Linked DNA regions of Triticum aestivum: region 2 is linked to region 1. Evidence: chromatin contacts called from public Hi-C data. All regions are on one chromosome and are shown on one strand. The core of a region is the stretch at or near the end of the contact, and the rest is flanking DNA. Distances in the headings are between cores, read along the strand shown. Region 1 holds the start of LOC123050390. Region 2 holds the start of LOC123050411 (protein HAIKU1).

What was found. Hi-C and Micro-C count contacts between places; a contact is called where the count stands out from the background.
Region 2: a contact with region 1 is called in a Hi-C map of leaf, with 3 times the contacts expected there. The contact joins the promoter of LOC123050411 here to the promoter of LOC123050390 in region 1. A contact is called at or near these places in 3 of 5 Hi-C or Micro-C datasets (all in leaf) and 1 of 1 datasets of contacts at active chromatin or transcription factors (leaf).

Annotation. Positions count from the first base shown.
Region 1 is chr1A:353,131,262-353,137,984 of IWGSC CS RefSeq v2.1, forward strand. It overlaps LOC123050390, which reads right to left and starts at 3,615. Exons shown (of 1, transcript XM_044473197.1): 1 at 1-3,615. The coding sequence starts at 173.
Region 2 is chr1A:353,382,510-353,388,866 of IWGSC CS RefSeq v2.1, forward strand. LOC123050411 (protein HAIKU1) reads left to right here and starts at 3,270. Exons shown (of 1, transcript XM_044473215.1): 1 at 3,270-4,893. The coding sequence starts at 3,443. The coding sequence ends at 4,348.

The DNA.
Region 1 (6,723 bases), core at 2,365-4,864:
AGCCACTGTTGTGCAGCGCCCTCCGGGGCAGGAGGCCCGCCCGTGAGCCCTTGGCCCTCCTGGTCAGCGGTTTTCTGCCGGTGAACAGCAGCTGGTACAGCAGACTTGGAGGTGCTGAAACCCCCTGGCTGCATCCCCTCCTGACCAAACATCACACCCGATTGGGTGAGCATCAGGGACGCCAGCCCTTGGCCCTCCTGGCCAAGGCCAGTAGATGCCTTCGGCGCTGCAACCCGGCCCTCCTGACCGAGCGCAGCACCGACAAGAGTCGATGAAGGAGCCTCCGACGCCCGGCCCTCCTGGCTGAGCGGGAAACTAGGCTGGGCCGCCTTCGGCGCTGCAGCCCGGCCCTCCTGACCGAGCGCAGCACCGACAAGAGTCGATGAAGGAGCCTCCGACGCCCGGCCCTCCTGGCCGAGCTGGAAACTAGGCTGGGCCGCCTTTGGCACTGCAGCCCGGCCCTCCTGACCGAGCGCAGCACCGATAGGAGTCGATGAAGGAGCCTCCGAAGCCCGGCATTTCCTAAACGGCGCCCTCTGCGCCCGTTACTGTTGTATGTGCAATCGGGCGCACACCCACGTTTCGCACCTGGGCCGGCCCGCCTTACTCTTTTCTTCCCTTTTTTGTAAAATGTTTCAAAAACCCGCCTTACTCTTTTCTTCCCTTTTTTGTAAAATGTTTCAAAAATAGTGCAAAGAGGAGATTCGAACCCTCCACCAAACAGGTTCCGTACAACACGTCAACCACGCTAACCAACAGGGACCGCGTCCATTTTATGATTAATAGCATCTTTTATTGTTCTTCAATTAACTGACGTGATTCTGTTTTTTTTTGCCAGTTTTCTTCTGTTTTTTTCTTTTTTCAATTTCGCGAACTTTTCTCGAGTTCACGAACATTTTTTGTGAATCTTTTTTCAAATCCGATGAACTTTTTCTGAAAATCAATGAACTCCTTTCAAAATGTGATGAACTTTTTTTGAAATCGATCAACTATTTTCCAAATTGATGAACTTTTTTTTATGAACATTTTCTGAATTCGTGAACTTTTTTCACCATCGATGAACTTTTTGCAAATCCGATGAACTTTTTTGTCAGAATCAATGAGCTTTTTAAAATTTTGATGAACTTTTTCAAATTCAATGAACTTTTTTTAAAATTCAATGAACTTTTTTCAAATTCAGTGGACTTTTTTCAAATTCAATGAACTTTTTCTAAATTTGATGAACTTTTTTCAAATTTAATGAACTTTTTTAAAATTCGATGAACTATTTTCAATTTTGATGAACTTTTTTCAAATTCGATGAACTATTTTTCAATTTTGTGAACTTTTTTCTATACGGATGAACCTTTTTCCACATCAATGAACTTTTTTCAATCTGCACTATTTATGAGTTCTTTTTCGGAATTTATATTTAAAAAAATCTATACAGCATATATATGTTATCTGCAGTATTGAATGGGTTAAATAGTACAGATTCCTGGTAGCAAACAAAACGTCGTGTCTGGTCTACTGGCTGCCATGGCGGAGTATTACTCTATGGGTGCCGGGTTCGATTCCTCGTGTGCATGGAATTTTTTGTTTGCGTTTGTTTTTCCAGCAAGGGTTAAATAGTACAGATTCCTCGTGGTGGGCCGGCCCGCTAGGCACCGCGCGTGCGCGCCGGTTTACCTCGGCGGCGCTTAAAGCGCCAGTTAGGAGCTCCCCCGAAGCCCGGCCCTCCTGGCCGAGCGGGAAACTAGGCTGGGCCGCCTTTGGCGCTACATTCTCGTCCTTGTCGGATACAGTGAGCACACTCGCCTCCTTAGCCACTCTGACGACGACACCCTCCATAGCCTTTGACTTGTTTTTGTTGTCGGGTGCGATGAACGAAGACTGCTCACCTCTAGGTAAACCTCGTAAGATAACCTCTCTCTTGTGTGACCTTTGACCCTTCCAGTAAGCATCTACACTAAGATTTTCTTGGGTAGATAGCTACACTCTTTTCTTTTGGAATACTACAGAAACGCTCCGAAGTATGACCTATAAGCCCACAACACTCACAATATTGAGGTAGTTTTTCATACTGGACATCATATCTAATTTTCTTGGAGCTTCCTAACGGGGTGAACTCTATAATGCTCTTGAGCGGCTTGTGCAGCAAGATACCCACACGCACTCGCAAGAATTTTTCAACTATGACATGATTACGGTGCGACACATCCACCACTTCCCCCAACTGATCCCCGAAAGTCGATCCCATACTCTCCGTCTTGAGCTCGAAAGAGACATCACGAACCTGGGCCCGAATGGGCATGACCCCAAGATCGATCTCCGGGTCGCCCCTACCGTCGAACTCGGCGAAGATGATGCCGTCCCAATTATAGTGCCATGGTTGTGCCTTGAGCACAAACCGTCGATCCCCCTCGGAGGAGAAATAGGACAAAGCGTCCGTCCTCGCTGGCCACCTCTTGGACGGTGGCCGTACCCTGAAGCCGCCACGCCCCGGAGTTTCGGAGCTCGTTAACGATGGCCCGAGGGTTCATCTAGAAAGGTGCCAAGAAGCGTCCAACTACCAGGAAGCCAAAGACGGCCCTCCTAGCAGCCTCCATGTCGATGACAAGAGGAGGAGCCTCACCCCGGAAGCGTCTCATAGCCAACTTCCCCTTGTGCTCCGCCACCGTACGGCCAAGAAGGGGGTCGTCCCCCCTGGCCGTCACACGAGTCCTCACCACCGCCGCCGATTCCATCTCTTCTCCAGTACTCACCACCCCCTGTGTATCTCTTTCCCCACAAACCCCCTTAGCAGCACTCTTGTTCTCCATGGGACACGCTATCTGAACAAAGGAGAGAAGACCCGAGCCCCTCTCTGCTACTGCTTCCTGTGAAGAACAAAGGCACGACCTCCTAAGGAAGAAATAGCCCTCTTCCATGTCTATTGCTAAGGTAATTACGAAATTGAAGCACACAATTATAAGCAAATAACTATGATTTGTCCGTTTCCAAATCCACTCCCCACTAACTTCTCTCTGGTAACTGAAAAAATGGCGAGAAACAGCCCCCCGATTTTCATCCAGCCCCTGAATCGCGCCCCTCAACTGAAACAACGTTAAATCCTAGAAATTCGGGATCCTCCCATAACCAGTAGAGATCAACACCGAATCCTCTTTCTTTCCTATCTCCTTTTCCTTTTTAATTCTATCCCTAAATTCTACAGATGGCAGAATCACCTCTCCTGGACAGAAGGGATCCGACAATCCTCTTCCATAATTAGAAGCAGGCTCACCTGAGGATCCGCCCAAGATTTCCTCCGCCCTCTTCTTCAATCTTCCCAGGCAGCTCTTCCGGTCCGCGGCAGTCCGCAGGATTTGCTTCGATCTCGCCTTAATTTCTCTCCACTCCTCCGCGCTGAAGATGCCTCCGATTCGGCCCACCCCCGCACCCTCTCCTCCCTCCTCCTCCGCAGATAGCGCCGGCAACCCCGCCGCCATTCACTCCCTCTGGGACTCCGTCGCCGCCAGAACGCCTAGGCGCTCGCGGGAGCTCTCTCTTTTTTTCTCTAGGGCTTAAGTCGTGTTGGTTGTTTCGCCACCCGAACCGCCGCGATTTGGACCTAGTCATCTTTGTTGAACCGTTCACGGACCTCCTATGATTGACTATATCTCTGCACCTTTCTTTCTGCCATCCGGCCACGCGATCTCAAAGGTAATTTTTCTCATCCTTTCCTTGTAGATGTAGTTCGGCGGCTCATATAATTGCGAAGATGACAAATAATTGGCATTATGTGTAAATGGTCCGATGATGGAGCTAACATTTTTTCATGATTCATCACAGGATGCGAGCTACGAGTCTGAGAGTGAAATGATGGACAACGAAGAAGACAAAGTAATAATGATAGTTGCGGAATACTCCCTCCGTTCCTAAATACTTGTCTTTCTAGGCATTTCAATAAGTGACTACATACGAAGCAAAATGAGTGAATCTACACTCTAAAACATGTCTACATACATCCGTATGTAGTAGTCATTTAAAATGTCTAGAAAGACAAATATTTAGAAACGGAGGGAGTAGATAGCAACAACAGAAAGGAAAAGAAAGCGTCCAAAATCATAGGTTGGTCATGCAACATTCAGCCGGAACAGATACGTCAGCCACGAGCGTCTCATGTATGACTACTTTGTTGGGTTGTACCTTTCCACCTTATATGTTTCGGCAATGCTCCCGCATGAACAAAGGTTGTTATGTTGAATTGGCCACAACATGCATGCGCTGAACCTTTGTTTTAACGACGGAGAAATGTCACCAGTCTCCTAGGGTTTTCCTCTTTTCAGAAGGTGGTTGTGACACTTCGGATGCTTGCATATGGCTCTCCTGCATATTCATGGGATGATCCTCTTCGAATGGCTGAAGATACAATCATTAAGTACACTAAAGTGTCTGCTGAAACTATGATGCATGTTTATGGACCGGGGTATCTGCGAGCACCCTATGTCGAGGACATGGCCATGCTTCTAGCGATGCATTAGGCAAAAGGTTAGCCTAGGATTTTTAGGGAGTGTCGGCTGTATGCACTGGAATTGAAAGAATTTACATGTAGCTTGGCATGCCCAATCCGCCAGGCATTGCAAGGATCCAACCATAATTTTCGATGTTGTTGCCTCCAAAGATCTTTGGATATGACACTGCTACTTTAGATTGCATGGATCACACAACGACATCGATGTCTTACAGATATCCCATCTGTTTGCAAGACTAGCTTGTGGTACTTTTCCACCTTGCAACTTCACGTCGAATGACCATTGTTATAACCAAGACTACTATCTAGCCGATGGCATATATCCATCTTTTGATCAACATTCGTGAAGACAATTTTTAGTTTTGAGAGCAGTAAACATAAGCATTTTGCGAAGATGCAAGAATCTCATATTGAAGACATTGAGACGGCATTTGGAGTATTGCAATCAAGGCTTACAATTATTTGGGCACCAACTCGTTTCTGTAACAAGGATGCCTTGGCAAATACCACGACACTTACGTGAGCCTACATAACATGATCATAGATGATGAGAGGGATATGCGAGGCTCAATTTACTATGAAGATATCGTGACAATCGGCAGGCATCGCACACGCACAAAACACATTCAAGCATTTGTTGATGCATACCAAAAGATTGAACACCGGGCTTCCCATCATGAGCTTAAGAACGACCTCATTGAGCATCATTAACAGCTGGCTGAGAGATATTGTGTTTAAATTACTTTAATATTCATTTATTTGTACCTGAACAATTTATTTGATCGGATTATTTGCTGAGTTAAATCATTTGTTGTATTCAGATTAACGGTTCGTAATAATATTTGTTGAATTATGCTCATTGTTTGATTCAAATTGTTGTAAATGGGATAGAAAGAACGTATGGCCCAATAATATGTGGGCCTACTTGCTAGGCAAATATAAAAGCCGTATTTTGTCTCAAAAAAAATACAAAACCTGTATTATGACGACTCTATGTTTGGCACAATCTTTAAAACACTATGACGACTCCATAACAATTGCTCTTATATGAAACATAAGTGAGTTAAGCACACGCAGCCAAACAGCCATTTTGCCTCAGTCACCTAAATATCGTTTTTTCCTTTGTCGCTTAAGGCTGGTCATAGTGGGGAGTAACTTAGACTAGTAACATGCTTATGTTACTAGTCTATGTTACTACCTTCATAGTGGAGAGTAATATATATGTGATGTCATGCAAGCCATCATTTATTAAGATGTAGACTCATTTTGCCTTGGGATGTGTTATGTTACAGTAACATATTATGTTACTTCAACCATCTCTCTCCTCATTAAATACATGTCATGCAAGTAAATTTTTCTTGAGGTGTGTTATGTTACTTGCTAAGTTACTTTCACTATGACCAGCCTAAACGACGCCTAGAGGTTAGCTCGTAGATTGCTCATGCATTGGTCAGAATTAGCAAGAAAGGTCATTGAGCCATTGACATGATACAGAATTGGCAACCAATTAAACATAGACAACTTTTTATCATGACCAAGAAGTTCGTAGGTTAAATACTGCTACCATCCGAACACACCCATACAACCCTTAGGAGATTGCATTTTGATTTGTTTTGGGCTTTGCTCTCGAAAAGAGAAAAGAGATTAAGATAGAGCTTGTCTTTGGCTTTTCGAAAGAAAGCTTGATTCTGAGAACATCACACAGATAATAAACATAGCGGAATTTCGAGAAGTACAACTCGAGAGCCTTGCATCTGCTTCTTGTGAAGCAAAGTGACCTCACAAACTTCTCGATTTTGCCCGCTTTATCTCTCCTTTGCAACTCTCACTCCTACATGGATCCAGCATGTAGGACATGGCGATCATTAGAAATTCACGAATCAGAAATGCACGTTTCTGACTTGGCCTTTGTGCACAATATATATAGACCAATAAGGTGGGACATGAAGTATGTGAGCTCGAGCCCACATGCTCTTGGATGAACAATAAAATTTGAAAAAATAGTAAAAAATCCAAAAAAATCAATTTTTTTGTCAAGAAACATTGATGATTTTTCTACGCGCATGCAAATTTTCATGATGAAATCACATTTGTGCAGGTGCTGGCAAAAATAACAAAATCGATACTCTAAAAAGAAGTGTTTTTGGAAGCATTTTGGAGCATCGATATTTTTTTGCTGAGACATCCACAAACGTGATTCCATCACGAAAATTTCCACGCGTGTAGAAAAA
Region 2 (6,357 bases), core at 2,020-4,519, 250 kb after region 1:
CTGTTTCCGGAGGCCGAAAACGTCCGAGGATAGACCGGCTATACTGCCGCTATAGTTGTCCGTTGGGCTATCAAACGAGCTCCGAATGCGATGAAACTTGGCAGGCGGCCTACTGACAACAATACAACACCGCATGCCAACTTTCAACTCATTCCAAGAACATTTTCCGGCCACTTATAAAATAATATTTCGGACATGCCGCGGGCGCGTGCGAGTGTGTCTGGGCTCAGAACGGACAACGGAAGGAACGGGGAGACCCAGACGAATGCAAGTTTTGAAAACATGATGATGCAAATGCGCATGATGACATGATGAAATGCAACACGCAAGCAAATGACATGGCAACGACAACGAATAACTGGAAGACACCTGGCGCAACGGTCTCAGGGCGTCACACCCTCCTTGGGTGTATCCACCATGTACACGTCATGCGAAGAGGTGGCCTTCCAACGTCCAGTAAACGGCGGGTTTTGGGCCTCCTCTTCTTCGGTATCGTCGTCCATACCGTCAATGTTTTCGGAGTCGTAATCGAGCATGTATGTTAAGTCCTCGACAGTGGCTATAAAGTGGGTGGTGGGTGGGACATAAAATTCCTTGCTCTCAGCCCCTAGTCTGGGCCGAGCGTAGTTTGGGCATTGCTCCTCTATAATCACGAGGGATCACATCAAGTCCAGAGCTTCGCTTAAAGGCAAGGTTTGCTCAGGGAGAAAAGAATCCGTGGAGTATGGTGGGAAGGGAATTCCTCGGCCGAGCTCACACGACGCTGACTCTGAGAGTTCGAAGCCGGTATCCGGGGAAGGGTCCGGCTTTGTGATGGTTGTCGGTGACATTGCTTCCTCTGGCTCTCCCGTACTGGGCCTAGTGGCCACAGATATTCCCGCGGGTTTAGAAATTCCGTCTTTGGTCCTAGCGAGGCGCTTCGGCTCTAAGGCCAGAGCGGAAGTTGGGGTCGTGGATCCTTGGAAGATCAAGTCTCCTCGGATATCAACGACATAATCCAGATTTCCAAAACTAATCTGGTGCCCTGGGGCGTAGCTGTCGATTTGCTCTAGATGGCCAAGCGAGTTGGCCCGCAGTGCGAAGCCGCCGAATACGAAGATCTGGCCGGGGAGAAAAACCTCCCTTAGGGCAGTATCGTTGCAGATGATGGATGGAGCCATCGAACCTTCTGACGGTGACACAGTGGAATTCTCAATGAAAGCACCAATGTCGGTGTCAAAACCGGCGGATCTCAGGTAGGGGGTCCCGAACTGTGCGTCTAAGGTTGATGGTAACATGATACAAGGGACACGAAGTTTTACCCAGGTTCGGGCCCTCTTGATGGAGGTAATACCCTACGTCCTGCTTGATTGATATTGATGAGTATGGGGGTTACAAGAGTTGATCTACCACGAGATCGTAATGGCTAAAACCCTAGAAGTCTAGCTTGTATGATTATGATTGCCTCTATGGACTAAACCCTCCGATTTATATAGGCACCAGAGGGGGTTAGGGTTGTACAAAGTCGGTTACAGAGAAAGGAATCTTCATATCCGAACGCCAGGCTCGCCATCCACGCCAAGGAGAGTCCCATCCAGACACGGGAGAGAGTCTTATGTCTTGTATCTTTACGGCCCACCAGTCCGGCCCATGTCCAATAGGTCAGACGCCCGAGGACCCCTTAATCCAGGACTCCCTCAGAAGCATCGCGGAAGCGGTTGTCCACCGTCACAGCAAGACATAGCAGCAATTTGTCATCGTTGCTGCACAAATCGCCGCCCGCCGCTGCCGCCGTCGCAGCCATGTTGCTGCAAAACACAGGGGTTGTGGGTGCGACGGGGCACACTAGAACCTTGCAGCCGAGGTGACCGGAGTCATCCTCCCCGGCCTTGCAACCCCATGCTGTTGTGGTGGCCGGTGTCGCCCTTGTCCTTTTTGCAGCCGCAGCCCGAGGAGAGGATGCAACAACGATGTGGTTTACGTCATCCTCTCTGATTTTAAACATTGATGGGGTTGGGCGGAGGATGAATCAAGGCGGCGGCCGGCGGCAGCCCCTGCCGATTTTCTAGCTGGTATGGTGGTCTTCGCCATGGGTCCTCTCCCCTGGTCATCAGGATGAATGAGATTGGAAAGGGGATGGAAAGAAGGAACATGTGGAGGAGACAGCTTCGTCCTAAGGTTGGGGGAAGCGGTGGGCTGCCTGACGCGGGCACGTGGCGCGCAGAGGAGGGGGTTTACGAGATGAGAAAATCAGTCGGTAGATTTAGAGACTTTTCCTTTTTCCTATGACTCAAATAAGAAGAAAAGAAACTATGAAAACAGAAGTCTTCAAGCTTCAAAGTCTTCACATCAATTTCTTCAAAGGTCGTACCAATTTCATCACCAAATTCTTCACTTGAAGAAATCCAATTTTGAGGGGTCATCTTCCGTGTGTTAAACCAAATCCTTAGGGACTTTGTTTCCTGTGTATACTCACAAACACATTAGTTCCTCAACCTATTTATCTTCAGTACTCCAAAATCACTAAGGGGGCACTTGATGCACTTACAGCCAAGCCAGACGCGGTGCGACCCGGACACAAGCTCAAGCCCAACACCAATGTGGCTGGGCCAGACTGGGTTTAATGAGGCCCAGCCCCATGATCGGCTACTTATGCTCTCTCCTGCTAAGTGTAAAACCATCGAGTGGATCAACGGAGAAACGACTCGGCGGCCACGAACCCTAATCCCCTTCCTCCTCTATTCGTCTCATTTCTGTATCCCAGTTGTAATCGGGACTTGATGCACTATTGTTAAGTGAGAGAGAATAGATCGGTCCCCACCTTCTCCTCCCTAACAAGTTATCTATTAGTTTTAGACTTTTAGTTATGCTTTATCGCATGTAGGCGATTAACATTTTGGTCCGATTTGTATAAAAAAACTTGTTGTCCCCGATCTACATGTTTGCTATTGCTAGGTTGAGGTTTTATCTACGTAAAATGTTGATCACCGTTGCTAGGGGTGTATGGATTTGGCGGCGGATAGGAGGACTAGTGTGGAAGCAGGGAAACGTTGAAGCAGATAAATGAGGGGGCTGGGGTTAAATTTGACCAGTCCATTGTAGATGCTCTTAACTTGGATGTAATTTTGTGTCTGGTGTGATTGTCCAACGAGCGACATGTCAAACCAGTAGCGAGACAGCTAGGGCCAATGGCTGGCAGAGACTCCGTGGTGTACCCACGAGTAAACAGGAAGCGAAAACGCACTCAGCCCAGACAAGAGAGTGTGCATCGGCCTGCTTCTCCATTCCCATCCCCCCTCCCGTCTCCGCCGAGCGCCCCCAAAGTCAAAGAAAACCACGCTGCAACTTGCTAACGAATTCCATTGCGTGTGCTTCCCGTCCTCCCATCCCCTCCCCCCTCCCACCACCTCCGCTCCCCCGCCCGCGCCAATCCTCCTAAATCCACCGCCGCCGATCCGCCGAGATGGACCGCAGCAGCAGCAGCAATAGCGGCGGCGGACACAACCCGCACCTCGGCGTCAACAAGCTCGGCCGGAACATCCGCAAGGCGACGCCGCCGCCGCCGCCTCAGCAGCAGCCGCCCCGCCCGCCGCACCCCCAGCCGCAGGTATACAACATCAGCAAGAACCAGTTCCGCGACATGGTCCAGCAGCTCACCGCCGGCACGCCTTCCCCTCCGCCGCCCCAGCACCACCACCGCCCCCCTCCGCCGCTCCAGCAGCAGCACCAGCAGCAGTCCAAGCCCGCCTCCATGCGCCTCCAGAAGATCCGCCCGCCCCCCATCTCCACCCCCGTCGCGCGGCCCCCTCCCGTCCACAACCACCACCAGATACCCAACCCTAACCACAACCCCGCCTTCCACCGCCCCCCGCACCCGCACCACATGCCCATGCCTCCGCCGGGGCCCGCCTGGGCCGACTCGCCCGTCTCTGCCTACATGCGCATCCTCGAGAACTCCCTCTTCAGCGCCACTCCTCCCGGGGCTGCCGCCGCGGCGGCCGCTGCAGCCCATGCTCATGCCGCGGCTGCAGCAGCAGCTGCCGGACGGGGGCCTCCGCAGCACCCTTATCACCCGCCCCCGCCGCCGGTGCCGTCGCCCGGGATACTCCCTTCGCCGACCGGATTCCTCAATTTGCTCTCGCCGACGCCCAGGTCGCCCTACCCGCTCCTCTCGCCGGGGTTCCAGCAACCCCCTCCGCTCACGCCAAACTTCCCCTTGTTGTCACCGCTGCCAGGAACAGGGATCCTGGGGCCAGGGCCCATGCCGCCGCCGCCTTCGCCAGGGCTATGGTTCCCGCAGTCGCCGTCGGGGCTGCTCTCACCGTCCGGATTCTTTCCCTTGCTGAGTCCACGGTGGAGAGATATGTAGCATCGGTCAGCAGTCGCCCCTGTAACATTTGACGGTAGGGAGGTAGCTACAGTGATGGGAATTGGTTCATCCGGCGGAGGTGAAACAGGTGGGTTGTAGCTCTCGACACCAATATTTGTTGCTGTTAATTGCTGCTGTGCGGTTAGCATCAGTCTGTAAGGCTTCGGTAAAGGCTGTTGGTTACATATTTGTAATTGTATAACTGGGGAAATTTTTCAATTTGTTCACTTTCTTGGCTGCAAAAGGAGGACAGTAAGAACTGGGAATGTTGTAGTGTAGATTCTTGAGTGGATAGGCTTGAAACATGTAATTGTACTTTTAGTTCAAGAAAGATGAGCTCTTTCTGACAAATATTTCACTCATGATTGCTGTTGGTATGCCTATTCAGGGAACATAATTGTTTTCCCCTTTTCTTCTACTTGTATTTTTGAGAGGGAAGGTAACTTGTTATTATGTCATAGCCCAGCTTATCTGGAAATTAACAATCCAAGTACGATTGAGGTTTAATGCATCAAGGGTATGTCTATTTCTTCTTGGGAGCATCATGCTATCTTGCGCTAGACATGCCCATACAGTCATACATGAGATAAAGTTTGTTAGCGTGGCCTGAATGTTTATTCACTTCATATACATGTTATCTACAATTTAACGTCATGATAGCCAGTAGCTTAGTCAGCAGTATTACTGATATCTGCATGATAGCATCGTATGCATCCTGTCCCTTTAGTGTTTTGAAGCAGATCGGTTGTTTCGATACTTTGGTCAGTCACATATCCCTTTGTTGTATGCACAATATAATTGTTAGCTTCTAACATAAAATTAGACTTCCTTACTTAAACCTCAGTGCATGGTATGCACCCAAAGAAACATGTTCTTGAAGAAGATAACCTTTCCATAACTTACTTTATCAGTCAAATACGTGTTCACAGCTTTTGTAATTTGGTTGCAGACATCAATCTTAAAGATGCAATGTTTGGTGTTCACAGCTTTTGTAATTTGGTTGCAGACATCAATCTTAAAGATGCAATGTTTGGTGTTACACCACTTGACCGTTCTGCCCATTGGAATGTGAAATTGTCTTTATAGTGAATATGTAATTATCTCTCAGATGTCAATTATACAATGCACTGCTGCAATAGAGTAGCAGGACTCTGTGATCAACAATCTGTCAGTTCTGATCTGTACATATCTTCAAGTGTTTTTATCGGTAGCAACCATGCATATCATGTTAGTTAGCTTACAAGTGTTCAAAATGTTCTTACATGTTGTTGTAACCGTAAACATCTGCTGGTTAGGTGTGTTACATTACTTTTGGGGCTGAGGACATGCTTGAAGTTCCCTCCAGATTAATATGTGGGACCGTTGTAGCTTCATCCAAATTTGTTCTTTCTGTCCTGAAAGCACCAGGACAATAACACATCTTATTGTTGATACGGCCCTATTGTACCTGTGAAGTTTGAGACAACAACTGAAAAAAAGAAGGAATCTAGCTTTGCTAAAAAAAAAAATAGTCCGAACTACCTTTGCTGAATTATATCTAAGCTGAACAGGTCATGGCGTGTCCGTGTGAAGAACAATTAGTTTGATCATATCTGCGACCGTCCAATCAACCGGAAATTTCGCAGCTATTCATGTCTCTGCTCAGATAAAGAAGGGCTAATTCCAGTAAGCATTAGTTAGATCGTGTACATATATTTGTTTTTTATGAACAGTTGACTTCTGAATGAGCAACCTGGTTCCTTGTGTGTGGACGCATGAACTCGGACAGTAGACTAAACTGTGTGTTGCAAGCAATTCTGTTGATCTGGCACTAACCTGACTAAACTAAAGAAAGTGAAGTGGCTGTCATGGTCTCATCATCATGTGTGTTTTTCTTATGCTTTCTTTATCTCTCAGTTCTTGTGGAGAAATCAGCATGCACCTCCAAAAGAGAACGAAGAATATGGGAAAAGGCTCAGAGATGATGATGGTGATGTGCCTTGCTCCGCACACTGACCTGTTGATCCGTC